Linked DNA regions of Arachis hypogaea: region 2 is linked to region 1. Evidence: chromatin contacts called from public Hi-C data. All regions are on one chromosome and are shown on one strand. Each heading gives the region's core, a stretch centred on a gene start, on an enhancer-like site or on the middle of the called end of the contact. The rest is flanking DNA. Distances are from core to core; before and after follow the strand shown.

What was found. Hi-C and Micro-C count contacts between places; a contact is called where the count stands out from the background.
Region 2: a Hi-C map of leaf shows a contact between it and region 1, with 5 times the contacts expected there. The contact joins the promoter of LOC140173015 here to the enhancer-like site in region 1. A contact is called at or near these places in 2 of 8 Hi-C or Micro-C datasets (both in leaf).

The regions. Positions count from the first base shown.
Region 1 is chr5:37,819,981-37,826,013 of arahy.Tifrunner.gnm2.J5K5, reverse strand. It overlaps LOC114927692 (a long non-coding RNA gene), which reads left to right. Exons shown (of 3, transcript XR_003818592.2): 3 at 1-3,111. Among protein-coding and RNA genes, the nearest start is that of LOC112801281, 4.5 kb to the right of the region's middle. Within about 2 kb of position 3,748, at least 2 of the 3 cell types and tissues checked have open chromatin away from gene starts, as enhancers often do.
Region 2 is chr5:37,904,162-37,910,194 of arahy.Tifrunner.gnm2.J5K5, reverse strand. LOC140173015 (protein RDM1-like) reads left to right here and starts at 3,301. Exons shown (of 1, transcript XM_072238096.1): 1 at 3,301-3,657. The coding sequence starts at 3,301. The coding sequence ends at 3,657. It overlaps LOC112801287 (pentatricopeptide repeat-containing protein At3g22690), which reads right to left. Exons shown (of 1, transcript XM_025843934.3): 1 at 3,842-6,033. The coding sequence ends at 3,888. It also overlaps LOC112801288.

The DNA of each region.
Region 1 (6,033 bases), core at 2,499-4,998:
AATCCTAAACTGTTTATCCTCTCCTGTATTTCACACCCATCTTCAGTCTTCAATCTTTTAATGATTGTTAGTAGCCACTTTGCAAAAGATGTCATATTAGTTGGCGTAATAACGGTGTTTCACTGTCTCTATTGCCTCTTGACAAATGCTGTAAGTAGGATACTAGGATTCTTCACCATTTTCCTTTTAAACAAATTATAATTCATAGCGAAAATATTATGATAACTCCCAAAAAAATATTTTTAATTTTTGAGGTATAAGCATTTTTCATATTGTTCTCCATAACTTCTTCAGAGCTGTACTTGATGTTGCCTGATTTTGTATTTAGATTTTTCTTCCTTTGCTAGATGATACCCAATTTTTACCGTATTTTCCCTGTTTGCTTTATATGGCCAAATCAGATTATCTTTTTTATTTATTGGGCTTATTAGTATCCTCATAATTCTCTCACCAACCCAATTTAAAAAAAATGCTCTAAATTTTTCTCATATCCCATCCCTCTCCTTCTGTTAGGAGTTCTTTTACCTTCATATTCCTATCTCCTATTGGGAGCTCTATTCTCCCCTTTTCTTCAATCCAATTTTCGTCTCGTACATTAATCTCTGATCCATCACCAATGCTCCATCAATCTTTTCTTTTAAAAAAATCTCTCCCTTTTAAAATACTATTCCAATACGAAACCTTTCTGCTCTTTTTGGCTACTGAAAAATTGCCATTAAAAAAATAAAAATGGTTTTAGAATTTTTACTCATGTTATTTCCAGGTTATTGATTAATCTCCATACCTATTTAGCTAGATGGGCTAGATTCTGTACTTCAAAATTCTTAAAACCTAATCCTGCATCCTCTTTCGCTGTGATTATTTTCTCCCAACTCTTCTAGTATATGCCTCTTCTTTTTCCTTGAATTTCCCACCAGAATTTAGCGATTTTTGCGCTAAGTCTATTGCAAAAGTTCTTGCAAAATTTTACTACGCTCATAGCGTATGTTAGAATCGCCTGTATTACTGTCTTGATTTTTTTTTTCAACCATCAATTTTGTTATCAATTTTCTCTTCTATCCATGCTGAGGCTTGATTTTTTGACCTGTCCCATTTGGATGGTAAGCCAAGGTATTTTCCTGGGTTATCCCAAGTCGAAATCTCCAAAATTTTTTCTATATTTACCCTTGTTTGAATTGAGATAGCGTTGCCAAAGAAAATTCCTAACTTTTGAAGATTTATTTTTTGACTCGAAACTTCAGTATAAATGTTTAGAATTTAAATAATCTTATATACTTTCTTTTCTTTGGCCTCTGCAAAAACGATACAATTATTTGCAAAAAGTAAATAAGTTAATGAGAGCTAATTTAATATGGGTGATTAAATTTTTATTTTGAGCCTCATTCATAAAGATAGTAAAGACTTTTACAGCAATAATAATAAATAAATAGGGAGATAAAAGATCTCCTTGTCTTAACCCTCTTTATAAAATTATCTTTTTTGATAAATTTTTATTAATTTTAATCCTATAATTTGCACTTTTCACACAACTTATCAACAGCTTAACCCATTTCTCATTAAAACTAAAGACTTTGAGCACCTCTTCCAAAAAATAAAAAACCCATTCAAATCTATTATAAATCTTATTCATATCAAGTTTTATGGTTAATACATCTGCTACATTTTTTCCTTTCCTATCCAATCTATTAAAAGCCTCTTGTATAATAATTTTGCTATTCTGAATAAGTCTTCTCCCACAAACACTTATTGTGGATGCAATTTTTTCTAAAAATCCTCTCAATCTTAACACCAAAATTCAATATATGATCTTATAAATAAAATTATAACAACTAATCGGTCTAATATAATTAAGGTTTTCAAAATTTTTAATCTTAGAAATTGAGACAAGAGTGGTTTCACTAATTTGATTTGGTATAATTCCTTCAACAAAAAAATTTTTCACCACTTCACAAACCTTTCCCTTAATAGTTTTTCAGTATTTTTGGTGAAATCTACCATTAAGGCCATCTTGATCTGGTGCTTTCATACCACTCGTACTAAGGACGGCTCTCTTAGTCTCATGGTCACTTATATCTTCCATAGCGCATTTAATGAATGACCATTATGTTGCAATTGGTTCAATTTTAACCATGGTTCTGAAAATCGAATTAGACCGGCCGGTTTAACCGAAAAAATTGAGAACCGGTCACTTAGTCGGTCTGGGTAAGATCAGAAACTGCCTAATAAAAAATCGGTGAAAAAACTGGTCGAATCGACGGTTAACCGGTGAATCGAAAGAACCGTCCAGTTTTTTAGTGGTTTTTGGTTTGAAAATTAAACTACAAAACAACGTCGTTTTGAAGGTGAAAAAAAAAATAGAAAAGAAAGGCCAAACGAACGTAAACAAGCTGAATCAAAAGAAAGGCCCCAATCCCCACCCCACCCTTTCTGTTTCTCTCTCTCTCTCACTCATACCCACTAAAAAATCCTCTCATCTCTTCGAATTCCAAGAATAGCCACCACCCACTATCCCATTTCAGAGCTTAAACTCATCGCCAACCCCTTCTCTACTTGTCACTCTCTCTGTCCGAGCTCGCTTTGTCGCCGTGGGTTGCGCTGCTTCGCTGCTCCTCGCCGTGGGTCGTCGTCGCTCTCCCCTCCTCGTCGTTCCTCCTTCGCCCTTCCTCGTTGGCGTTGTTTCTGCTTCTATGCTCCGAACCGTGTCTCACCGTCGTTGCTTTTTTTCTTCGCGTGGAGTCTCGAAGTCAAAGCGACTACCTTTCATTGTGTCTCATGTCTTGGTCTCTGCTTCACAATCCTCTCATGTCTCAGATCTCAGTTCTCAGTTCTCAAGTTTCTTCTCTGATTCAAGCCTGAACCCTCTCAGGTCTCAAGTCTCAGTCTCTAACACTCCCTGATTCTGTTTTTCTGACTCTATCCCTCTGAAATTTGAAATTTATTCTGAACATGCATATGATGCATTATTGATGATTCTGCTGAATTTTGAGATATTAATGTTTTGAATTTTTATTTGAATTCAGTTTGTTCATATTGAATTAATTCTGCTGAGATTGAGTCACAAATTCAATTGTTTAATTTATTAATTCGACTGAGATTGATTTTTAAATCCAACCTATTGTATTTGTTTTGGTGAATTGTTGTTTTGATGTTATTGATTCAAAATAAAAGCATTGCCACAATTCTGTGTTGAATTTGCTATATGGCTTCATATGATTTGGTTGAATTATGTTTATGATTCTTAGATTGGGTACATGTTTTGGATGTTTTGCAAAGAGACTTGATACAGAAATTCACATATTGGAGAGTTGGAGTTTTATTAATAATTTTATTATATATTGGAGAGTTGGAGTTTTATTAATAATTTTATTATATATTTAATGAAACCGGTTCAACTCCAATTGAACCTCGATTGAACTATTAAACCATTAAATTTGTCACCTGACTGGTTTAATAATTGATCCGATTTTCGCAACATTGATTTTAACAGCATTTCCAGGCTCAATAAAAACAACGATAATAAAAAATCATATATTGGGCTAATGGGCCATTGAATTCATGGTTTGTGAACAGCAAAAAATCTTAACTGGACATCACATCTTGACAAAAATAGAAAAACCTTTGACATCAAATGTTTAGTGTGGGATCTTAATTTTTCCTTCCTCTTTATTGATTGGCCTATATGAAAACATATGTCTTTGTAGGCATCCTGATTGGTCCTAATCAGCCATGAACACGGAACCCATTTTCTGGTCATGTGGTCCTTTTGATCATTGTCCATCACGCTTGATTTCGATCTTCTGAATTGAAGTGCTACCCTGTGTTCCTCTTTCTTTTCCCCTATAAATCATATCAATTTTAATAAAAATAGTTTTATTGGCGCTACTTGATTGCAATAATTATAATTTCTTCAATATGTGAGATTTGATTCCTTCCCTTCAGTGTATGTGTGCACGCAAGTTTTCATAATTGATATCAAGGTAGGGAAAATTGAGATTTTACATAAAATCGAAAAAGTAAAATATAAAATCTTAACAAGATTTAAATCATAAAATTGTTAGACTTAGTACAAATTTCGTAAAATCGATAGACTCATTTAAAATCGTAATATCAAAAGATTTTAAGAGTTAAATCCAGATTTTAGCTACTATGATTCATACTTAAATAATAGACACCCCCTTCCCCAAAGATTTTAAGAGTTAAATCGAAATTTTAACTATTATGATTCATACTTAAATAATAGACACTGACAACCCCATTTCCAAAAAAATGCTTTAAATTTTTTTAGGATAAATTAAACTAATGGAACTAACAAGAATTGGTTACAATCATTATATTGTTGAAAGGGTTTTAGTTATGCATTTTTTGAAGTAAAAATAAAATAAGGTGTGAATTATAGTCGAAAGATTGGTCCAACCAACATTATTAGTTATTTAATTAGCGTGTGACAATAATGGAGGGGCTTTGCTATTTGACCACATCAACAAGAAGACGATCTTGTGAGCTGCATAGATTCAAGATCAATGTTCTCATTCTTCCATTACCAACACTAAGTTGTCCCTTAATACAGGGCTTTGCCTAATTCTCATGATTCAAGAATTTATACAAATAAGTTGTAAGACTAAGGATTATTATTAAGAACAACTTTAATGTAATATTTATATCTAATCAATTTTTTTTTATAAAAAAACTTAATATCTTTATCACCCACAAGGTGAATACTCAGTTAACTTCATGTGAAGTATCAATTTCATATAAAGTTACCTGCACCTAAGTTTTTATCTTATCACAATATTATTATTGTTATTATTATTATTATTATTATTATTATTAGGCGTTGAATGTTGGTGCTTGTGGGTGATGGTGAAAAAAATGGACGAATATATAGCAGTTTATGTTAGGTTAACAAATAATTTGGCATTATTCTTTCCAAACACAAAAGTACAAAACCAACCTCTCTCCTAAGTCATTTAGCTTCCTTCAAAAATTGACCAAACAGCTTATGCTTCAGCTTGAAAAGCCACAATCTAAGGAAAAAAAAAAACACAATATCTGATTCATGATCTTTTGTGATATGGGGATGGGACCAATATAGAGTGCCTTGTCCACAATGGGGTTCCTAGTTCCTACTTCTTCATTCCTATATTTCAAAGACACGTTGTAGTTGGGCTTGTGAACTACTGTGAATGAATGTGGTTGGTGAATGGTGAGGGTTGTGCTGTTTGTAGGAGGAAAGTGAGAATTAAGAGAGGTAGATATCACATTACCTAAGCTTCAATTCAATCCTCAAAGAGTAACCAAAATAATAAGTGTGTACGAATATATATTTATATATCTATGTGTCACATGTTCATCAACTAATAGTCTAATAAGGTTGATGGGCCGAAACGAAATAAATGGAGTAAGATGAAAATCATGTGGGGTTTCAAGTACGGTGTCTTAAAAGCATCTAAGCTTGGTTAGGGTGTAACATCAACTAGAATAGTACCTTGTATGCTAAACAAGGAAAGAAGATTATAGCATTGTGCCTAAAGTTATCATTGTGCCTGCCTTAGCTTGTGGATACCATTGTTAATTGTCAATTAAGCCATGTGATTGTGATCCTCATCATCATCTATATTTCCCTTATTAATTGGATTCATTGCCAGCTTTATTACTCAATCATACTTCATTTCAATTAATCAAAAAGTCAACAGCGTCAACCGGCTTAATATATATGCTAGCAAAATATTTATATACCATTGTTTACTTAATATTTATACGAATTTGAACCGAACTACTTAAATTGATTTTGTAATCAATGAATAATCAAGTATAATTAAGCCGATCCGATGATATCTGATCATAGTTGGTTCAAATATTAGTTTTGAAAAAATAGAATCCGGCCGAACTAATTTGTAAATCTAATTATCTTTTTATAAATATATATATATATATATATATATATATATATATATATATATATATATATATATAACTTTTACGCTAATTCATCTAACTCTATTATAATTGTGAATTTATGGATATTTTTTTATT
Region 2 (6,033 bases), core at 2,052-4,551, 85 kb before region 1:
GACTTAAGTATTCTTAGATAGTGACTGTCTTCATGATTTATTGATTTTAGTTATATAGTGTTTTGTGATTTCTTTGCATAGTGATGTGCTGCTGAAGATTGAATTGCGGCTGTTTTGTTTTTTACTTTTTTGTGTTTAAATTTTGAGTTTGTGCTTAAACAAGTTCATAAGCCTTTGGTTGATGACATTTTATGTAGTGTTTTAAATTTAGAAGACATCTTAAAATTTATATTAGACTAAAATTATATTTTAAGATCTTTATTTATAATTTATTTATTATTTTATTATAACGGTTTTTTTGATTAAATCACGGTTGAATCGGTTAGATTAGTAAATCAGTGACTAGAATAGTTCGAATACTGTCCAGTTTTCAGAATCTTGCAAAAGACACACACAGACACAAGATTTTTTCAAATAAAACAAACAATGCTTGATCGAATTAACTTGATTCGATTTATATTGAAAAAGTGTAAATCAAATTTATTTGATTCGATTTACATAGAAAGTCAAACGAGATATACATGTAACCAAATTCAGTTCAGGACACTGTGTAAATTTTTTTTCTCCTCTAATTTATCTATGTAAATTACCCTAAATTTTTGTCTGGAGTTTAGCATATTTTATTTGCATATTTTACCTAATCTAATAAAAAAAAAAGCTGCTAATTTGATTAGTTTTTCTTTTGCTTGGTTTCTTATATATTCTCTATGGTTATGTTGGAGGCAAACAAAGTGCTGGATGATTTTTTTCAATGAAGAGATTAAGCTTATGCCTCAGATTATTTATTTATTTAATGTTACTTGATTAATGTTTCTCCTATGTATATTAATTTTATTTTAAGCCACACATACATAACTATTTTTGTTTTAAGCTTATGAAAAAATTGATATCAACATCAATGATGACAGTTGAGAGCATAGATATAAAAACCGGATTGATGATGGGAGTCGGATTGAAAAACCGGGGAACCGATCTCAAGATCAGTCCGAGTTGAGCATAGAATCGGAGAATAATAAAATCCGATGAAAACCGGTTTGACCGGCCCTGTATTGAAAACCGGTTCGAAATTAAAATTTTTTGAAAAAAAAAAACCCCTAATGTTCAGAGAAGCCCCCCTCCAACCTACTCTCTCACACTCCCGGCACTAAAACACGGCAGAGGCAGAGCTCAAAGCCTCAACCTTCTCTGTCGCAGCCTCTCGCCGGCCCTCATCTCGTCGCCGCGCCGCTCGCATATTCCGCTGTGCTTCGCCGTGGCTTGGTTCTCTGTCTCCCTCTTTTCTGCGTGCGGCCAAAGTGAGTTTTTTTTTTCTATTTTTTTTAGTTATTCAATTATTAATTTTTAATGATTTCGCCATTTGGGTGATTGTAGCTGTTGATCCTGTTTTAATGTAGCTGCAATGGTTATTTTTTGCTGATTCTCAGTTTCTGACCCTCTCTGCCATGTGCTTCCTCTGGCTTTGGTTCTGTGATCGGAATACTGTGACATTTTATTGGAACACTGAGGCTTTGGTTCTGCTTCTGAACTTCTGCAGAGGTGAGCTTTTATTTTTATTTTTTTCAATGCAGCGTAGCATATATAAATTGATGTTAATTGGAATTTGTATAGAATGACACTTGATGGCAAATTTGAAAGCAATTGGAATTTGTATATAAATTGTTTCTGTTTTAATGTAAGTTTAAAATAGAAATTTGATGCTAATTGGAATTTGTATAGAATACTTGATACTTGATTGTTGCTGTTGTAATCCTTGATTATTGGGATTATTGCTGTTTTAATGTAAGTTTAATACTTAATTGATGCTGTTTTAATTTAGGTTTAATATTTGATTGTTACTCTTATTTAATTGTTTTAATGTAGGTGTAATGCTAATTGAAATTTTCCTATTAGTTACTTTTAAAAATTGATAATTGTTTGTTATTGTGTTAGTGAAGATATGTATTTTCTATTAATGTAGGTTTAATACTTGTTAATTGACTATTTTTTATTTTTATTTAAGTAGGACCGGTTATTTACCGATTGAACTAATGACTCAGTAGTCTGATCAGTTCGATTACCAATTTGGTTCTGACAACTATTGGCGATAAAGAAACTATGTTTAATCTTTTGTTCTAACTTTTATTGAATCATGGATGCTGTTTGATGTACTGGTGACCTGACGACCTTGATTGCAGGTGATTCTTTTAAGTTCTTTTCTTACAAATCATGGAGTTTTCTTTTTAAGAAATGTAAAGGTTATTGGGTTTCTATTTATCAAGTGATATTTAATGTTTATTTTAACTAGTATTTTGGGTATATAATACTAATTGAATTAAACTCTATATTCTCTTATTTTATTTTGAAAAATATAATGCAATCATATTATTCTGACTTTACATTTAGTCAGTCACCAATTTTAATTTTTAGTGGTACCACAGCTGTATGCCTGTATTGGTGCAACGATGCATTTAAAGAATTAAAGGTATAGAAGCAGCTGTGGGTGTAAGCGGGAAGTGCGTGCAGAATCAGTCTCTCTTTCACTGATTCCAGACCCAGAAAGGGTTTAGCAATGAAGAGGAGTTTTCCATGGGATGAGCCTGGTCAGAATCCTGATTCTTCTTCCAACAACATTCCTCTCCCAATTCCCTCCATTGACCTCACCTCCCAAGGTCTTCTTCTCCGCCATTTTTTCCTCCATTATTGTTATTAATGCCTTTCAAGTTTCAATTTCACTCCACCCATAGATCATCTTGTTATTCTTATTCAACTCTTATTTACTGCTACTCCTATGACTTCTAGGGTTACATGCATAGATTTTTGTGCTTTCCTGGAGTAATTAAAATTTCAACAATCAATGAAATTCACCACGTCGTATTTAACTTTTACAAACTTGAATCAACCCATTCCAAGAATAGTAAATCAAAAGTATTTATGCCACCACTCTATTCTTTCCGTTTGATTCATGTGACATGTTATTTACTCTCAATTTTTTTGTTTCTTATTACTGATGCAAAGTTAATTTTTGTTGTAATACAATTATGTAGCTTTCAATGCCCATAACATGTGTAACCAAATAGTCAACAAGTGATGTGCTATGTTTTGGTATTTTACACATTCTCCGAATTATTTGTTTTGATGATTGCTTCAACTACAACAATATCAGCTCAGAAAACACACATAAAACTCTTTCGATGAGTGGTTTGGAGATAAATTGTGCATGCCTTTCTTATTATCTAGACCATATGCTGCTTTGCATTCTTATGAATATAATTATTCATAAGCTCATGCTTGAATGCAGATATACTCATTAGACGGGCAGAAATGTATCAGGAGTACATGAAGCAGATACCAATACCAAGTCAACGAGGCTCTGTCATCCCGTTTAATTCATGGATGGGATTAGGCAAATCAATAAAGCAACTCTATGGGCAGCCTCTCCATTACCTCACAAATGTTATCCTTAAGCAATGGGATCAGTTGAGACTTAACAGCAAGGATGAATACAAACCCTTAGACAACTTGATTCATCCAACCAAAGCCGAAGCCACCATTTGGCTCATGGAAGAAGTCCATCGACAGACGTCATCACATTTTCAGATTGCCGAACTTTGGAAGCTGGATCCAATGTACAATTGTTCTGTTGATGCCATTTTTCCAACTTCAGAGAATGTATTGTGAAACCAGTTAGTTTAAAGGCTTTGTTAAGTATCCTGCAAAATGTTTACTTGCTAGGTTTGGCAAAGAAAACTTGAACAGCTCTCTTGATCATCTCGTCCCAATTCTTTTGTTTGACTAGTCATTTGTTTTGGGGCTTCTTTTTTCTGTTGTATGTGAATATTCAAGTTCAATTGTCAAGAGTAAATTGATTTGTCAATCAGATGTGAGAAATCCCACTTTATATTAACCGATTACCAATAACCTCTACAAGAACAAATTCCATCCCTGAAAAAATGGTACCTATTATTATCTCTAACAATGATTTCCCTACTGTATAATTTTGACACTAATTCAGCAAATGAGTGACAATCGGAACACATTCTAAGATTTTTGACAACCCTTATGGGTGCACCTTGATCAGTAGTGATGAGTCCATAAGCCATGGCTAGTTTTTCACTGTGCCTGCTGAGCAAATGCTCTTTCTCCTGCTCATCAACATCAAGTAAGACATTGGTTGTATCAGGGATGTATCCAGCCTCGCTTAGCCTGCAGTTTATCTCCTGTAGCATTAATCCAATTTGAGTATACTCTGCGTGCGATTGATCGCCTGAGGTAAACTCGTGTATCAGTCCATGAACCTCTATTGAGCTTGATCCAGGCACTTTCTGGATCCCTTTTTCTTTCATCTGCAGCCTCACTCTTGCAACTTCATTCCATTTTCCAGCTGATGCATATATGTTGGATAACAACACATGAATGCCAACCTTTCCAGGGTCCAGTTGAGTTATCTTCTCAGCTGCATATTGTGCCATTTCGACATTATTATGTTTTCGACAAGCAGCTACAAGAGAGCCCCATATAACATCATTAGGTTCCATAGGCATACTTTGTATAAGATCAAGAGCTTCTTCCAACAACCCAGCTCGACCAAGCAAATCAACCATACATCCATAGTGAACAATCTGAGGACTAATTCCATGAGTAGTCTTCATTGACCTGAAAAGTTGCCTACCTTGGTCCACAGAACCACCATGGCTACATGAAGTCAATAATGCCACAAAAACAACATCGTCAGGTCTAACCCCTTGTTTGAGCATCTCATTGAAAAGCTCAATAGCGCCCTTTGTATTTCCTTCCATTGCCATAACACCGATGGCAGCAGTCCAAGCTGACACATCCCGTTTGTCCATTTTCGTGAAAATACGCAAAGCACTCTGGGGATCACCACACCTAGAAAACATATCAACCAAAGCTGTGCCGAGCTGCTTGTCAATCTGAATGTCATTTCTCTCAATGTAGGTATAGACCCACTTAGCAAGATCAAGAGCTCCTAGATATCCACAAGCAGAAGCAACACCAACCATGGTCACTCTGTCTGCTTCAATTCCCTGGTTTTGCATCTCCCTGAATAGCTCAATTGCTTCCTGAAACATGCTTACTTGAACCAAAGCACCAATCATAGTATTCCAAGACACAAGATCACTCTCTGGCATCTCATCAAAGATTTTCCAAGCTAATTCCACATCACCATCCCTAATCAAACCAGCAATTAGCGAATTCCACGTCACCACTGTCTTGTTTGGCATCTGCTCAAATACTTTGCACCCAGATTCTCTCTCACCACATTTCATGTACATGTCTATGATGGCATTGGAAATGTTTTCCCAGCCTTCAAGTCCATTTCTTAAGACATAAGCATGAGACGACTTCCCAACAAATAGATCACCTAACTGCGCGCAGGCCGCAATTGTAGATAGCATTGTTACCTTATCTGGGCAAGGTCCCCGTTGCAGCATTTCACGCAAAACTACTAGCACTTCACCTGACAGCCCATGTTGGGCATAATTCGACATGATCGTATTGTACATAACCAAATTCCTATCAACACATTCATAAAAAATTTTGCTTGCATTATCTATATCTCCACATTTCATGTACATATCAACGAGTGCATTCCCCATGACAGCATTAAGCTTCACCCCCAACTTACCAATATAAGAAGAAACTTTTTTCCCCAAATCAAGATCCTTCAACTTGGCACAAGCAGATATAACACAAACCATGGTAACCGGATTGGGTTGAATCCCAGTGTCAACCATCTCAAAGAACAGAGAAACAGCTTCCTTGGGCAAGTCCCTCCCAACATACCCATTGATCAAACTAGTCCAAGACACAACATTTCTCTCAAGCATTCCATCAAACACCTTGCGTCCCAAGTCAACTCTGCCACATTCCGCGTAGAAATGTATGAGAGAGTTTCTGACGAAGATATTTCCCTGGAAACCCATCTTAAGAAGAGCGCCATGAACTTGAAGACCCTCAGCAAAAGCCATAACTTTGGAGCACGCACTCAGCAAGGACGGGAAGGTGAACTTATCGGGTAAAATGCCCATCTCC